Regions from separate parts of the Capra hircus genome. Here region 2 is linked to region 1. Evidence: chromatin contacts called from public Hi-C data. All regions are on one chromosome and are shown on one strand. The core of a region is the stretch at or near the end of the contact, and the rest is flanking DNA. Distances in the headings are between cores, read along the strand shown. Region 1 has its middle 23 kb from the start of C24H18orf25. Region 2 holds the start of LOXHD1 (lipoxygenase homology domain-containing protein 1).

The links. Hi-C and Micro-C count contacts between places; a contact is called where the count stands out from the background.
Region 2: a Hi-C map of liver shows a contact between it and region 1, with 5 times the contacts expected there. The contact joins the promoter of LOXHD1 here to the enhancer-like site in region 1. A contact is called at or near these places in 2 of 5 Hi-C or Micro-C datasets (blood and liver).

Annotation. Positions count from the first base shown.
Region 1 is chr24:46,138,115-46,145,995 of ARS1.2, forward strand. No RefSeq gene overlaps it. Among named protein-coding and RNA genes, the nearest start is that of C24H18orf25, 23 kb to the right of the region's middle. Within about 2 kb of position 3,452, at least 2 of the 5 cell types and tissues checked have an H3K27ac peak or open chromatin away from gene starts, as enhancers often do.
Region 2 is chr24:46,624,568-46,632,448 of ARS1.2, forward strand. LOXHD1 (lipoxygenase homology domain-containing protein 1) reads right to left here and starts at 4,916. Exons shown (of 40, transcript XM_018039819.1): 1 at 4,787-4,916. The coding sequence starts at 4,916.

The DNA.
Region 1 (7,881 bases), core at 2,202-4,701:
GTCAGGAAACTAGATCCCACATGCCGCAACTAAGGGTTCACATGCCACAACCAAAGACCCTGAATTCACAACAAAGGTCAAAGATCCCGAGTTGCCCCAAGACCTGGTGTATCCGAAGAAATAAATATTTAAATCTTTTTTTAAAAAAAGAAAGAAAGAAATTAGATTTTGAAACTAACCCCTCATTCTCTTATTGTCCTAATATTTTTTCAGTGTATTCTCTTGACTTTTCCAGATATGTAATTATTTCACATGCAAATAATATAAGTTTACTTCCTCCTTATCAACTTTGGATCTTCTTATTTTTTTCTCAGCAAGAACTATCATGCCAACGTGGTCACGGTGGTATTAATAACAGCAAAAGTTTTAGTCATTATTACTGTACAATGACTGTTTCCCAGGTGGCACTAGTGGTAAAGAACCCGCCTGCCAGTGCAGAAGACAAGAAACACAATCCCTGCGTCGAGAAGATTCCCTGAAGGAGGAAATGGTAACCCACTCCAGGACTCTTGCCAGGAGAATTCCATGGTCAGAGGAGCCTGGCGGGCTACAGTCCCTGGGGTCACAAAGAGTTGGACATGGCTGAAGTGACTTGGCACGCGTGCATGGACTGTATAATGAACTACCCCAAATGGCATAAAATAACTGTGGATTCTTTGGGTGAGGAGCTGAGATGGGGCACAGTGGGCATTATTCACGTTTGCTCCATCCTGTATACAGCCTCAGGTTGGGAAGATTGAAAGGCTGGGGATGGTTAAAGAGCTGAGGGGTAGAATCACCAGGGATGCTTCAGTTGTTTGCCTGGCAGTTGTTGCTGGCTTTGGGCAGGATCTCAAGCTGGCAGCCTCGGGCTAAAACATTAACACCTGACGTCTTTGTGTGGTCTCTTCATGATGGCTGATCTGGGCTTATTTCCAATTTGATGGCTGGTTTTTAAGCATTTTAACAGAGCAAGGCAGAGATATAATAGCATTCTTATGACAAATCTTGAAAGTCACAAAGCCTCAATTCCATCATCACTGTATTAGAAGTCCACCCACAGAGTCAAGAGAAAGGGACATACACTCCCCAGCCAGTGGTTGGAAGGTCAGGATTACATTGTAAGAAGAGCGTGGAAGATATCACTGTGGTCACCGTTGGAAAATGCAACCTGACAAAAGGAACGACTTTGCTGTGTTCCTGAACTGAGTGGAGATCCTTCTACTAAAGTGCCTTCACCTTTAAGCCTAGGTTCAGATTTATTAACATGTCAAGGAAGTCCCTCTGTTCAGAAATTATTGAGTTTTTAAAAATAAAAACTTGGTTCAGTTCAGTTCAGTCACTGAATCACATCCAACTCTTTGCGACCCCATGGACTGCAGCAGGCCAGGCTTCCTTGTTCATCATCAGCACCCGGAGCTTGCTCAAACTCATGTCCTTTGAGTCGGAGATGCCATCCAACCATCTTATCCTCTGTCATCCCCTTCTCCACCTGCCCTCGATCTTTCCCAGCATCAGGGTCTTTTCAAATGAGTCAGCTCTTCGCATCAGGTGGCCAAAGTTTTGGAGTTTCAGCTTCAACATCAGTCCTTCCAATGAACATTCAGGACTGATCTCTTTTAGGATGGACTGGTTGGATCTCCTTGTAGTCCAAGGGACTCTCAAAAGTCTTCTCCAACACCACAGCTCAAAAGCATCAATTCTTCGGCACTCAGCTTTCTTTATAGTCCAACTCTCTCATCCATACATGACTACTGGAAAAACCATAGCCTTGACTAGATGGACCTTTGTTGGCAAAACAATGTCTCTGCTTTTTAATACGCTATCTAGGTTGGTCATAGCTTTTCTTCCAAGGAGTAAGTGTCTTTTTATTTCATGGCTGCAATTACCATCTGTAGTGATTTTGGAGCCCCCAAAAATAAAGTCAGCCACTGTTTCCCCATCTATTTGCCATGAAATGATGGGACAGGATGCCATGATCTTAGTTTTCTGAATGTTGAGCTTTAAGCCAACTTTTTCACTCTCCTCTTTCACTTTCATCAAGAGGCTCCTTAGCTTTTCTTCACTTTCTGCCACAAGGGTGGTATCATCTGCATATCTGAGGTTATTGATATTTCTCCCAGCAATCTTGATCCTAGCTTGCGTTTCTTCCAGCCCAGCGTTTCTCATGATGTACTCTGCATAGAAGTTAAATAAGTAGGGTGACAATAACAGCCTTGACGTACTCCTTTTCCTATTTGGAACCAGTCTGTTGTTCCATGTCCAGTTCTAACTGTTGCTTCCTGACCTGCATACAGATTTCTCGAGAGGCAGGTCAGGTGGTCTGGTATTCCCATCTCTTTCAGAATTTTCCACAGTTTATTGTGATCCACACAGTAAAGCAGAAATAGATATTTTTCTGAAATTCTCTTGCTTTTTCCATGATCCAGCGGATGTTGGCAATTTGATCTCTGGTTCCTCTGCCTTTTCTAAAACCAGCTTGAACATCTGGAAGTTCACGGTTCACACATTGCTTAAGCCTGGCTTGGCGAATTTTGAGCATTGCTTTGCTAGCATGTGAAATGAGTGCAATTGTGTGGTAGTTTGAGCATTCTTTGGCATTGCCTTTCTTTGGGATTGGAATGAAAACTGACCTTTTCCAGTCCTGTGGCTACTGCTGAGTTTTCCAAATTTGCTGGCATATTGAGTGCAGCACCTTCACAGCATCATCTTTTAGGATTTGAAATAGCTCAACTGGAATTCCATCACCTCCACTAGCTTTGTTCGTAGTGATGCTTTCTAAGGCCCACTTGACTTCACATTCCAGGATGTCTGCCTCTAGGTGAGTGATCACACCATCGTGATTATCTTGGTCGTGAAGATCTTTTTTGTACAGTGTATTCTTGCCACCTCTTCTTAATATCTTTTGCTTCTGTTAGGTCCCTACCATTTCTGTCCTTTATTGAGCCCATCATACTGGTATTTACATATATCAGAGAAGGCAATGGCAACCCACTCCAGTACTCTTGCCTGGAAAATCCCGTGGATGGAGGAGTCTGGTAGGCTGCAGTCCATGGGGTCGCTAACAGTCAGACGCGACTGAGCGACTTCACTTTCACGCGTTGGAGAAGGAAATGGCAACCCACTCCAGTGTTCCTGCCTGGAGAATCCCAGGGACGGCGGAGCCTGGTGGGCTGCTGTCTATGGGGTCGCACAGAGTCGGACACGACTGAAGGGATTTAGCAGCAGCAGCAGCAGCATTTACATATATAATTTTAACCACCAGGGGGCAGTCATATTTTAAAAATACTTTCAAAGGGGAAGAAAAAGAACAAACCCTTTCCTTGAAAGGCTGTCCCTGGGGTTCTGGGGCCAGAGGCAAAAATCACATGGTGGAATTCAGTCCAGCGGGGACACAGCGCAGCAGTGTGCCTCTTCAGGCCTGCGGATTGCACCAATTTGCCACTAGGCTCTGGCGCTTTGAGTGGAGGATGATGTAATGAAACCTGACCTAGGTTGTAAGGAAGTAGATCAGAGGATCTCCTAAGCCAAACACTTCAGAGGGAGTGAACCGCAGTTAGCCGTTACCCTGGAGGGAGGGGTCTGGAGCACCCCCACCCCTTCCACCTTCAAGTCCTCCCTGAAAAATCAGTGAGGGAGCACTTATTGAGCACTGTCTATTTAGCAGCGGGGTCAGTATCTGGCAGGAGAAAAGCTTCCTGGTTACAAAGCAAGGCCTCCATTGCACACGTTATGAGAGAGCAGTTAAGGACGGCTGGAGCCAACAGTGTCTAGTCAGGAGCCAGTGGTCCGCTCCAGAAGCAGAGGCCACCCACCCTGGGCCCCAGCTTGTCTAGATGCAGGCTGGGCCCTAACCCTTGGGGTCCTGCCAGCAGAACTGTGCTTCCAGGAGCTCCAAATCTTTTCTCTCCCTAGCCTCGGGTGAGGCATCTATTCCCAGTGTTTTGATGTGTCTTATTTTGGGTTTCGCTTGTCCAAAGTGGTTTATCAAAGCCCCACGTCCCCTCCCCATTTGGGGCTGGAACAGCTTTGGCGGCAGAGAAGGTGGAGAAACTCACAGGCTCCTACCCCATCCAGCTGCCCCTGTTACCAAGGCTGCTGCCCCAGAGTCATACCCTGCCCCTCCCTCAAAAAAAATGGATTGCTCTTATCTAAGTTTCAGGAAAAAGCTGCAAAGAGAAAAAACAATTTCGAACCAACCAGGCCCAAGATGATGGAAGATTTGATTTCCAGTGGACCTTGAGCCTCAGTATACGCTCTTTCTAATGCATTAGAATCTGAATGACGAGGACTTCTTTAATGGTCCAGTGGCCAAGACTCCCCATGCACGGGGCTCAGGTTCCATCCCTGGTCTGGGAACTAGATCCCACATGCTGCAATTGAAGATCCTGCGTGCTGCAACTAAGTCCCAGAGCAACCAAATAAACACTGAAAAAAAATAAAGACTCTAAATGACATACCCACAGGCACAATGACAGTTAACAATTGTCTTGACGACAAGTAGCAAAGCTCAGCTAATTCATGAACATTCCTCCGACTCTTTCCAAATCCCTCCCTTTTACTTGATCCTCCTATACTGTATATTTGGTATCTCAGCCCTAATCAGGTTGAGACAGGTTGATTTGTGAACCAGGTTCCTGCCTTTCCATTCATTCAGTTCAGTTCAGTCACTTAGTCATGTCCGACTCTTTGCGACCCCATGAATCGCAGCACGCCAGGCCTCCCTGTCCATCACCAACTCCCGGAGTTCACTCAAACTCACGTTCATTGAGTCAGTGATGCCATCCAGCCATCTCATCCTCTGTCGTCCCCTTCTCCTCCTGTCCCCAATCCCTCCCAGCATCAGAGTCTTTTCCAATGAGTCAACTCTTCGCATGAGGTGGCCAAAGTACTGGAGTTTCAGCTTTAGCATCATTCCTTCCAAAGAATACCCAGGACTGATCTCCTCTAGAATGGACTGGTTGGATCTCCTTGCAGTCCAAGGGACTCTCAAGAGTCTTCTCCAACACCACAGTTCAAACGCATCAATTCTTCGGCGTTCAGCTTTCTTCACAGTCCAACTCTCACATCCATACATGACTACTGGAAAAACCATAGCCTTGACTAGATGGAACTTTGTTGGCAAAGTAATGTCTCTGCTTTTGAATATGCCATCTAGGTTGGTCATAACTTTCCTTCCAAGGAGTAAGCGTCTTTTAATTTCATGGCTGCAATCACCATCTGCAGTGATTTTGGAGCCCCAAAATATAAAGTCTGACACTGTTTCCACTGTTTCCCCATCTATTTCCCATGAAGTGATGGCACCAGGTGCCATGATCTTCGTTTTCGGAATGTTGAGCTTTAAGCCAACTTTTTCACTCTCCTCTTTCAATTTCATCAAGAGGCTTTTTAGTTCCTCTTCACTTTCTGTCATAAGGGTGGTGTCATCTGCATATCTGAGGTTATTGATATTTCTCTTGGTAATCTTGATTCCAGCTTGTGCTTCTTCCAGCCCAGCATTTCTCATAATGTACTCTGCATATAAGTTAAATAAGCAGGGTGATAATATACAGCCTTGACATACTCCTTTTCCTATTTGGAACCAGTCTGGTTTTTCCATTCATTAGCCACTGAATAAAGCTTGTGCTATTCCGGCAACCCACTCCAGTGTTCTTGCCTGGAGAATCTTGGGATGGGGGAGCCTGGTGGGCTGCCATCTATGGGGTTGCACAGAGTCGGACACGACTGAAGCGACGCAGCAGCAGCAGCAGCAGCAGCATTCTGGTCTTAGTTTTTTGTTTTTTTTTTTATTGGCTGCACAAAATCAATTGAAAAAGAACCTCCCTGGATGAAATAAGGGGTCTTAGCCTGGGCTAGAACTCCAGAGTAGATCCAGTTAATCAGTTTGGTAACACTCCAAGTTACCAGTTTGGTAACCCCCAAGTCAGTAAATACAGAGCTCACTTGAAAGAGAAGAAGGAAAGGAGAGGAAAATGATTGATATTTTGAAAATATCTCCCTTCACAGGATTTTGAGAATGCACAAGACTTAGCCTAAATCTGCTGTGAGCAAGAACTCACTGGGTATTAGTTATTAGATGTCCACAATCCTTTACTGGAATTTCCAAAGTCCCAAAGCTTTAAAAACCCAAAAGTCCTTCATAATTCATTTGGCAAAACCTAATCTGACCTAAGCTTATTTGGCAGCAAAACCTCACCTGAACCACCATGCAGCTAATTTTGGTTTACATGTACAACTAGGTATGAGTAATCATATATTTCATTGCAGAAATCTACAGTGATTACAGAGTGCCGTCCCAGACTACACCAAGGATGTTGTGAGTCTATGGTGTAACTGTCTGATTGTCTTTCTAAAATCTAGAACAGTCTGAATTCTGAAACGTAACTGACCCCTGAAACCTGTTTCTATATGAACCCTAGGTTCTCTACCTTAACCCTGCTTTTATCTAGCAGGGTGACATGTGGTGATATAGTGACCCTAAGCTTCATGTCTCCCGCATTTATCCCTGTTTCCCTGTTGGCTCAGCTAGGAAAGAATCCTCCTGCAATGCAGGAGACCTGGGTTTGATCCCTGGTTTGGGAAGATCTCTGCCCTTTGAGCGTGGGCAGGATCTGTGGTCTAATATCTAACAGAATATGGCAAAGGTGAAGAGATTTTTGAGGATGTAATTAAGATCCCAAATCAACTGATTTTTATTTAATCAAAGAGGAAATGAGTGTAAGTGGGCCTGGTTTAATCAGGTAAAAGCTTCAAAAGAGGGACTGCGGGCCTTCCCTGAGGCCAAGGCTCTCTCACATGTTGGCTTTGAAGAAATTTCGATGCTGTGAGAGGATCTATGGAGAGGCCCTCGGTGAGGAACTGTGGGCAGCTTTCAGTCACTGAGAACACTTGGCCGAGTACCAGCACGAAAACAAAGACCTCAGTCCTGCTACCGCAGGAGAGGAATTCTGCCAGGAGCCCGAGGGAGCTTGGAAACAGACCTTTCCCCACTCGAGACCCTGATGAGATGGCAGCCCACCTGACACCTTGATTTCAACATATCACAACGCTGAGACACAGGACCCACTAAGTTAAAGTCAGACCCCTGACCCAAGGAAGCTGAGCTAATAAGCGTGTGCTGTCTGTACCCACCGTATTGTGGTTGCTGGTTATGCAACAGCGAGAACCAGCACACTGGAGAGTCCTTAATCTCCCTGGGCTCCAGCTGCTCGTCCATAAACTGGGGGAATGGGTAGACTAAGGTCACATCCATGAGTCTTTCTGGATCCAGCTTTTGGAGACCCTCTGAGATTTTGGGTGCTTTGGTTTTGGCAGAGAAGGGAGAATGGTCTTCCAGTGGGTGAGCAGACATGGGGCAGGGGGCTGTGGGTGCCAATAAAGTGCACACGCAGACAAAAATGCAGACAGCCGAGAACTTCCCGAGTGCCCAGTGACCCATCGTCTGCTGGGCTGGACACTGCCCGCAGCCGGCACCATTCCTGGCTACAGAGGTGATTGTCTTTCAAAAACAGGGAAAACAAGCATCCTCTTTTCCCTGCTCTGTCAGAAAAGCTCCACACCACCCTGAACACTGCCTCATCTCTAGCAGTTTAGGAGGGGCAGGCGAAAGGTCCATTCCCAGCCATCTTCTTCTCGAGACCGCTTTGGGCTGCTGGCCGCAGGACAGGGAACCACAGTGAGCTGAGTCAGGGCGGGCATCAGGTTTCCTGTGAGTTCTTGACAAACCTCTGGAGAGGGTAAGCTTGTGCTTCCATGTCCTCTCACCAAGCCCCTAAGCCACGTGTCCCTGCTTTCCACACTCCCATGCCTGTTGGGGGGCCTGGACCACCGACGTGCCCCAGGGGTGGCACAGCAAACTTCCCTCCGCGAAGATGCCCTGAGACCCAGATGACACTCTCATTT
Region 2 (7,881 bases), core at 3,666-6,165, 490 kb after region 1:
CAATAAGTAATGCCAGTTATGTGAACTCTAATCTGTTCTAACAGAAAGCAGATCTCGGTTGTCTAGGGTTGACGTCAGGGGGAATTGCCCTGGAAGGGTCACGTGGAACTTTGGCAGAATAATTTAAATACCCTGTGTATGAATGTTGCAAGAGGTTACAGGGATGAATACATTTGTCAATATGCATCAAACAGCACACATAAGGTAGATTGGTTTTATTGTTAATTACGTCTCAATAAAGTTGAAAAATGGACAAAATACTTAAATAAGCATGTCATAAATGAGGAAACCAAATGGAAAAAGACTCAACATCATTATTCATAAGGGAAATGCAAATTAAAATACAATGAGACACTACTATATATGCACCAGAATGCCTACAATTAAAAGGATGGACAAATACTCAGTAATTTCAAGAATGTGGAGCCATTGGCACTCTCATACATTACTGGTGGTGCTGGTGGTTTAGTCACTAAGTCGTGTCCAACTCTTGCGACCCCATGGACTGGAGCCCGCCAGGCTCCTCTGTCCATGGGACTTTCCAGGCAAGAATACTGGAGTGGGCTGCCATTTCAGCACATCTTCCTGACCCAGGAATCAAAACTGGGTCTTCTGCATTGCAGGCAGTCTCCTGCATTGCAAGCGATCTCCTGCATTGCAAGCGATTCTTTACCGCTAGGCCACCAGGGAAGCCCCATACATTGCTGCTAAGTGTAAATTGGTACAAGCCCTGGTAACTAAACATAAGCCCACTTTATGACTCAGTGATTCTACTTCCAGTTATAAATCCAAGAGAAATGAGTGCATGTGTTCATCTGAAGATATGTACAAGATCTGTAGCATCTTTATCCATAATAACTAAAATGACGCCAAAGTCCATCAACAATAGAATGGTTAAACAAAGGGTGATATATCTATTAAATGCAATAATACACAAATAATAAAAATGAACAAGCTATGTAAAAGTCACAACATAGGTAAATCTCTTGGATATAATGTTGAGTGAAAGAGAAGCTAGACACACAAAAATGTGCTATATAATTCAACTTATATGAAGTTCAAGAGCAAAAAACAAAAGTATAGTGATAAAATTAGGAGGGCTATTACCTCTGAGAAGGAGAGTGAAGGAACTTTCTGGAGGTTAGAAATGTTCTATGTCCTGTTCTCAATGGTGGTTACACAAGCATGCACATTTGTAAAAATTCAACATGCTGTACTTTTATGAGTTTTGTGCTATATATATACAGTATATATATAATATTCTATGTGTGTTTGTGCATGCTCAGCCATGTCCAACTCTTTGTGACCCTAGGGACTATAGCTTCCCAGACTCCTCAGTCTATGGGATTTTCCAGGCAAAGAATACTGGAGTGGGTTGCCATTTCCTTCTCTAGGGAATCTTCCAGACTTAAGGATTGAACCCATGTCTCCTGAGGCTCCTGCATTGGCAAACAGATTCTTTACCATTGACACTGAGCCATCTGGGAAGCCCATATGTATGTGTGTGTTTCCTCAATTTAAAAATTTTAATTTAAAAGTTTTTCAAACAGCTGAAGAACTGTCTTAGAGAGGACAAATATCTCATGGAAAACACAAAATTCTGTTTGGTCCAGAGGGTCCCAAACAGTAAAATCCCCTGAGCAGCACGAAGAAGAACTGTCAGCAGCAACAAGGCTTCTCCTAGCAGAGAGCATGACAAATGGAAGGTGCTCAATAAGTAATCACACAGATGAAAGAATGGAAAGACAATTAATGAATGAAACAATCAATGAAATGGATGTGGACTGTGAAATAAATTGACCAATAAGTAATCTCAATTCTGCCATCACTGCCTCTATGATTTCAAACAAATCTCTTACTGAGCTTCATTTTCCTCATCGCTGAAGTAGAGATTTCTTCTCTGAAGGATGATTATAAGGATTGAACCAAATAAAACAGTCTTCAACTTTCATCGTCATTGACCCAGCCTATTTCCATTTCTGGGAATTTATCTTACAGATGCTCCCTCGGTTGGATGAAAGATATGCATTCCGTAAGTGATAAAGTGTTACCATCATCCCATCACCATCATCAGCACCATCATCATCTCTGTTGTTGTCATCAATGACATCAGCATCGTCTTCAACGTGACTGTCATCATTTTCATTAACAACATCCCCAAGAAGGCTGCCTTGGGAAATTGTATTCCCACAGACACTGGGCAGCCCCTGTCTGAGACACAGGAGAGAAAAAGGGCCCCAGGGCTGGAAGCTTGGGCAAGACAGCCTCTGAGGTCTCTTTGAAACCCAGATTCTGGAGGAGTCACTCTCTTGTCCTCATGGGCCCTATGTATGTCAGGAGGTGGACCAATGCACCAGGCTCAGCCTGTACCCTCAGAGCCTCAAGAGAGCTGCTCACCTTCCTCTGGCTGTTGGTGAACTCCAGTGTAGCCTGGAGGCGACCCGAGGAACAGAGAAGGAAACCTAGGCCTTTCTCCTTATTCTTCTTCCCCATCACGCTCAGCAAGATTCTCCAAGTAACCGAAGAACCCAGTGCTCAAAGGGCGTAGGTGACACACTGTTCTAAAGCTGAGAGGATAACCGCGACAGTGCAGGCAAAGCTCACAATGTGACTACAGTCAGCACCATCCACATTCATCACCCCATCCTGTGGCTGACTGCAGAGTCAGTGGGTCCATGCCTCTTAGGAATGTCACGGGGCACTCACCTCGGCTTGCTCTTCTCCAGCTATGTTTAGCACAGTCAAGATGGGGCAGTACAAGGGCAAGGACCAGCCAAACCAGCAAGATTCAAATCCTAACTCTGCTACTTAATAGATTTGTGACCTTAGGCACTTTATTTAGCTTCCTTGTGCCTCACTTGATGCATCTGAAAAAGAAGATTTTGAGAATCCAACCCGCATCTTTGTTTTTTTTTTTTTCTCTTTTTTTTTTTTTTTTATTTTATGTTTATTTATTTATTTTTTTTTTCTTACATGCGTTGTTGTGAAGATGAAGCCAATCCACATAAGTAAAGTGCTCAGTGTGGTGCCTGATGCTTTAAATCCATGATTCTATTGAATAGCATCCTGACCGGAAGTGGGGACTTGTCTTGGGAACAGTTGAAGCTCTTGTCTTTCCTGCCAGTGACCTTGCTGAAATCACTTCAGTTCTCGGAGCCTCTGTCCTTAGCCTGAGACCAATCACACCTGCCTGGACTGTACTCGGGGATCTCGAGGATTAAAAGTGAGAACAGAAGTGGAAATGCTTTGAGAAGGATAAAGAGAAGAGGGAAGCTGTGAGTCACACTGAGGCAGGCAGAGCCCATGAACAGAAGTGGACATTGTGGCAGCTATGAAAGCTTCTCGAATGTTCTCACCAGCAGTCGTGCTGGCCAGGGTGAATCACCCCAAAGCTGAGAGTACTTATCAAGAGTGCTGTCCTAACACCTAGCCTCAATGCCCCTCCCCGCCACTGGACCGCACGTCCTGAGAAAAGGCGGCAATACTTCACTCATTCTAGGCCCCTTGTCCCTCCCCACAACCCCCACCTCCACTCCAGGAGATGCCTGGGACATGGAGCTGGGAAAGGGGCCCCAGGAGAACCACAGCCTTCACGGCGCCACGGCGATGACCTCCTTCTCTGAGCTTGGGACTGTGCTGGGAATAGGGTGAGAAGACAGGACAAAGAAAGGAGGGCCCCACCCACACAGAGGTCAGGTTTGGCTGGGGAACAAGCCCTACAGATGGGGTATAATCAAGGAACTCCCAACGGATGGGGATTAAGGAGGAGCAGAAGCCCACGGTGGGCACAGAATATGCATTCAGTACTTCTTTGGTGAATGAATGGGTGAATCTGGTGCTTACAGGGGGTAGTGAGCCAGTTTAGAGGGAGCACTGAGAATTTAATGTCTTCAGAGATCAGGTAGGCAGCACTGATGCGTGAAACCCAGGTGGCAAAATGGTAAAAAAAAAAAAAAAAAAAAATCTGCTTGCCAATGAGGAGATATAACAGATGTGGGTTCAATCCCTGTGTCGGGAATATCTCCTGGAGAAGGAAATGGAACCCACTCTAACATTCTTGCCTAGAATATTCCATGGACAGAGGAGCCTGGCAAGCTACAGACCATTGGGTTGTAAAAAGTCAGACAACACCTGAGCAAACACACACACGAGTGATAAATCCACTGCCTAATAGGCATTCACAGTCAAACATTTTTTTTAATTGTAAAAGCAAAGCTAAAAAAAAAAAAAAAAAAAAAAAAAAACCACCAAAGCAAACAAAAGCCCCCTTTAAGCCAAAACTGGCTCCTGGGTCCCTAGTTCACCCCTTCTCTGGTTTACTTGACGTGAAGGTAGAGTATTTCCAAGCAGCTGCCATGTGCCCCAGAGGAAAGGAAGACTAAAAGGCCAGGGCCCTGGGTCCAAAGAGCCAACTGCCCTCCCCGAGTGGACCACAGCATCGCCTTGCAAAGCCCCAGGACTCCCTCTCCGTCGGCCACAGCGGGCAGCAGCCCTGAGCCCCTGCTGAGCACGTGATGAGCACCCAGGTCTCTTCCCACAGGTCCTTCACATGCAGGCTGCCCCGCAGAGAGTGGGCTGGAGGTATGGGAGCTGGAGAGGGTGGGCACTTCTGTTCTAGTCTGTTCTGTGCCACTGCGATTCTGTGGCCCTCAGTACAGTGGGGCCCTCGTGCATCCCCAAAGGGATGCAGTACAGACCCAACAGGATAGTCCGCAGGAAAGGGGTCGAGTCGGAGCGAGGGATGGGTCGGATGGGCCCCCCTCCCCACAGCCAGGACCCGGCAGACCTTTGGCCTTGTAGTAATCGTGCTCCAGCTCCTCCTCGTCATCCCCTGAGGCGTAGTTCAGCAGCTCCTGCTCATACAGGGCTAGGAAGTCAATGTCTTTCTTTCTCCTCTTTTTCTTCTGGGGCATCATTGTGCCGGCTGCCCCTTCCTGGCCCTCGCTGGCTCAGCGTGCCCACTCCCTGGCCCCTCCCAGGACCCCCTCTCCTTGTGCTCCTGCACACACGTTCGGGTGGGCCAAAGCCCACGCGTGTCCAGAGCCCTTCCGCTCCTTTCTCCCCGCTGGCCCCTAAACAGGACCTCAGGGCTTTACCCCAGCTCTTCCTGCCCCTGGCCCCTGTCTCTGGCTCCTTCTCCCCCGTCACCTCCTTTGCACCTGCCGTGGGCTCTCCTTGGGCCTCATGACTTATTCACCGGGACTGAGGACAGGCTGTCCTCCTTACCCCTCCCCTCCCGCCCACCCTCCTCTCTTCTTTTCATGGAGAATCAGGTGACATGAGCCCTTGGCATCTGTTTCCTACCTGGCCTCACAGCAGGGCCCCCCCCACCCCAGGGACATGTGGGGCCTCCCCCCTAAAGACACCCCAGTCTTGCAGCATCAAGGGCCATGATAAGATGCCCCCAGGACCTGGGGCCTTCCTGAGGCATGCAGGGCCCCAAATCAGCTGGGCCCCCTGACTCAGAGGACTCAGTTTCTCTCTATTATTTATGACCTCTGCTCATCTTACAAGGCAGGCAAAGTTCTAACTGGGTCCTTCTCAACCTCTCCATTTTCATCGCCTTGAGAAGAGGCCATTCAGCCAGGAGAGACCTGGTGCTCTGATGAACACTCAGACCACCCACAAGGTGCTTCCTGAGTCCTGAGTTCCTACAGCTGAAGCCAAGGATGCTGGGGAAGCCCACAGAGTCCTAGGTGACCTCCACAGCACCCTGACAGGCTGGCAAAGTTGACCAGCATCTGTTCTAACAAGAGCTTTCCATTTGCTTGTATCACTCTCTGCACCTTGCAGTGAAATAGTAGAAACCCTGAACGCCCACCCAGATGCCTGCCCCTCTCAGCCCTCACCTTCCCTGCAGCCCCATGTGGGGTTCTGAGTCACAGCAAGAGGACCAGAGGCCCCTCCCTATCCCTGGTCAGCAAGAAAGTTTCCCTTAGGGCCACTAGATCCCTCTTCTTTGCTGATTTTATTAAGATTTTATTAAGATTTCTTACAGCCTGAATTGTAAAATGTCTATGTAAATCCTGAAATGCTGGAAGTTTTCAGTCCACTTGGAACTTTCATCCCTCTCTCTGGCTGTGTGAGGTCATCAGATAAAACTAAGGTCATAAGACAAAACTGGTCTGCCTACCACCTCCTGGCTGTGCAGCTCGGACAAGCCAGTTTCCCCATCTGTAAAAGGGGGAGCATGATTCACTAAAATCTATCGAACACTTGGAGAAAGTGCTCAGTCAGCAGAAGCCTCTGGAACATAGTAGAAGCTTAATAAACATTCATGACTCAGGAATCCTCTCTTATTTTGCATGGCAGGAATGGGGGGGGGAGGGGGGGTTCAGTGATGCTTCATTATCATCTCAGATTGTCCCAGAAGCTCTCCTTCAGGTCCCATATGCAAGGACAAACCCCAGTGTCCTTCCTCTGTGGGTCCCAGCCCATAGTAACACATCAGAGACACTAATGAACAGATGAAACAGCCAGTTTCCTGAAGACTGTCCTGCAAGGCCCTGTCTACTTGATGCCCCTCCCCTGCCTCTCCCAGCCTTGAGCTCTCTGGGGGCAGGGACCATGCCCCATTGCTCACTGTATGCCCCTTGCTCACTGCTAGGCTCCCAGTACCTATAAGATGTCTGGCACACTACTGGCTTTGGGACCCGCTTGCTCAGTGAATGAATGGATGCTCAGTGGATGGATGAACAAATGACAGGCAGATCTACAAAGCAGCTACAAGGAAAACAGAATAGGCTGAAAAGAAAACACACTTTACACGGCATGTTTGTAAAGTGAGTGTTCCAGAACCAATACCGTTCTGAGAGCAAGTTGGGCCTGGAGAAGAGGACATTTTGAGGGTCTACAAATGTGAGTGACTGTCTAGACTAAGGCTGAAAGGGCAGTCTTAGGACTGCGGGTGATTAAAGGCGGGTTTCAACTCAATCCAGAAAGAAGGATGGGACGCTGAGTGCTGCCTAGGGTGAGCACGTCACAGAGATGTGAGGGCAGCTGGCATTGCTTGTCTACCGACAGCAGGGGGCACTCCAGGAGCCTCTGGGGGTTTGGGCTGGCAGACTCTCAGTCCAGTAGCCGCAACATTCTGTGACATGGAGTGGCAGGCACCTGGGGATGGTGGAGGAGCCAAGACAGGCCACCCAGGTAGGATTAACAGGCTTCCAGCCCAAGGGTGCTCAGCCCCCACGGCACACTAGAGTCACCTGGAGAATTTGTAAAGGCTGCTGCCTGGTTGTCCCAGAGACCCTGATTTACTCAGTCTGGGGCAGAGCCTGGGCAGTCGAGTCCTCAAAGCTCCCGGGTGATGCAGGACATCCAACAGCAGCCAGCATGCACATCCCTAACCAGACCCTGGGGCGGCTTTGTGTTTTGGAGCCACCCCAGTGGCTCAAGGGGACTTTCCAGCTGGTCCAGTGGTTAAGATTCTGGGCCTCCAATACAAAGGATACAGGTTCGATTCCTGGTCAGGGAACTAAGATCCCAGTGCTGATAAATGAATAAATGTCTGTTTCCCTGGTGGCTCAGCTGGTAATGAATCTGCCTGCAATGCAGGAGACCTGAGTTCAATCCCTGGGTCAGGAAGATCCCCTGGAGGAGGGCATGGCTACCCTCTCCAGTATTCTTGCCTGGAGAATCCCTGTGGACAGAGGTGCCTGCTGGGCTTCAGCCAGGTGGGGTTCCAAAGAGTCAGACACGACTCATCAACTACGCAAGCACACACAAGTGGCTCAAGTGGTAAAGAATCCGCCTGCCCAGCAAGAGACACAGGCTCGATCCCTGGGTGGGGAAGATGCCCTGGAGAAGGAAATAGCAACCCATTCCAGTATTATTGCCTGGAAAATCCCATGGACAGAGGAGCCTGGCAGGCTACAATCC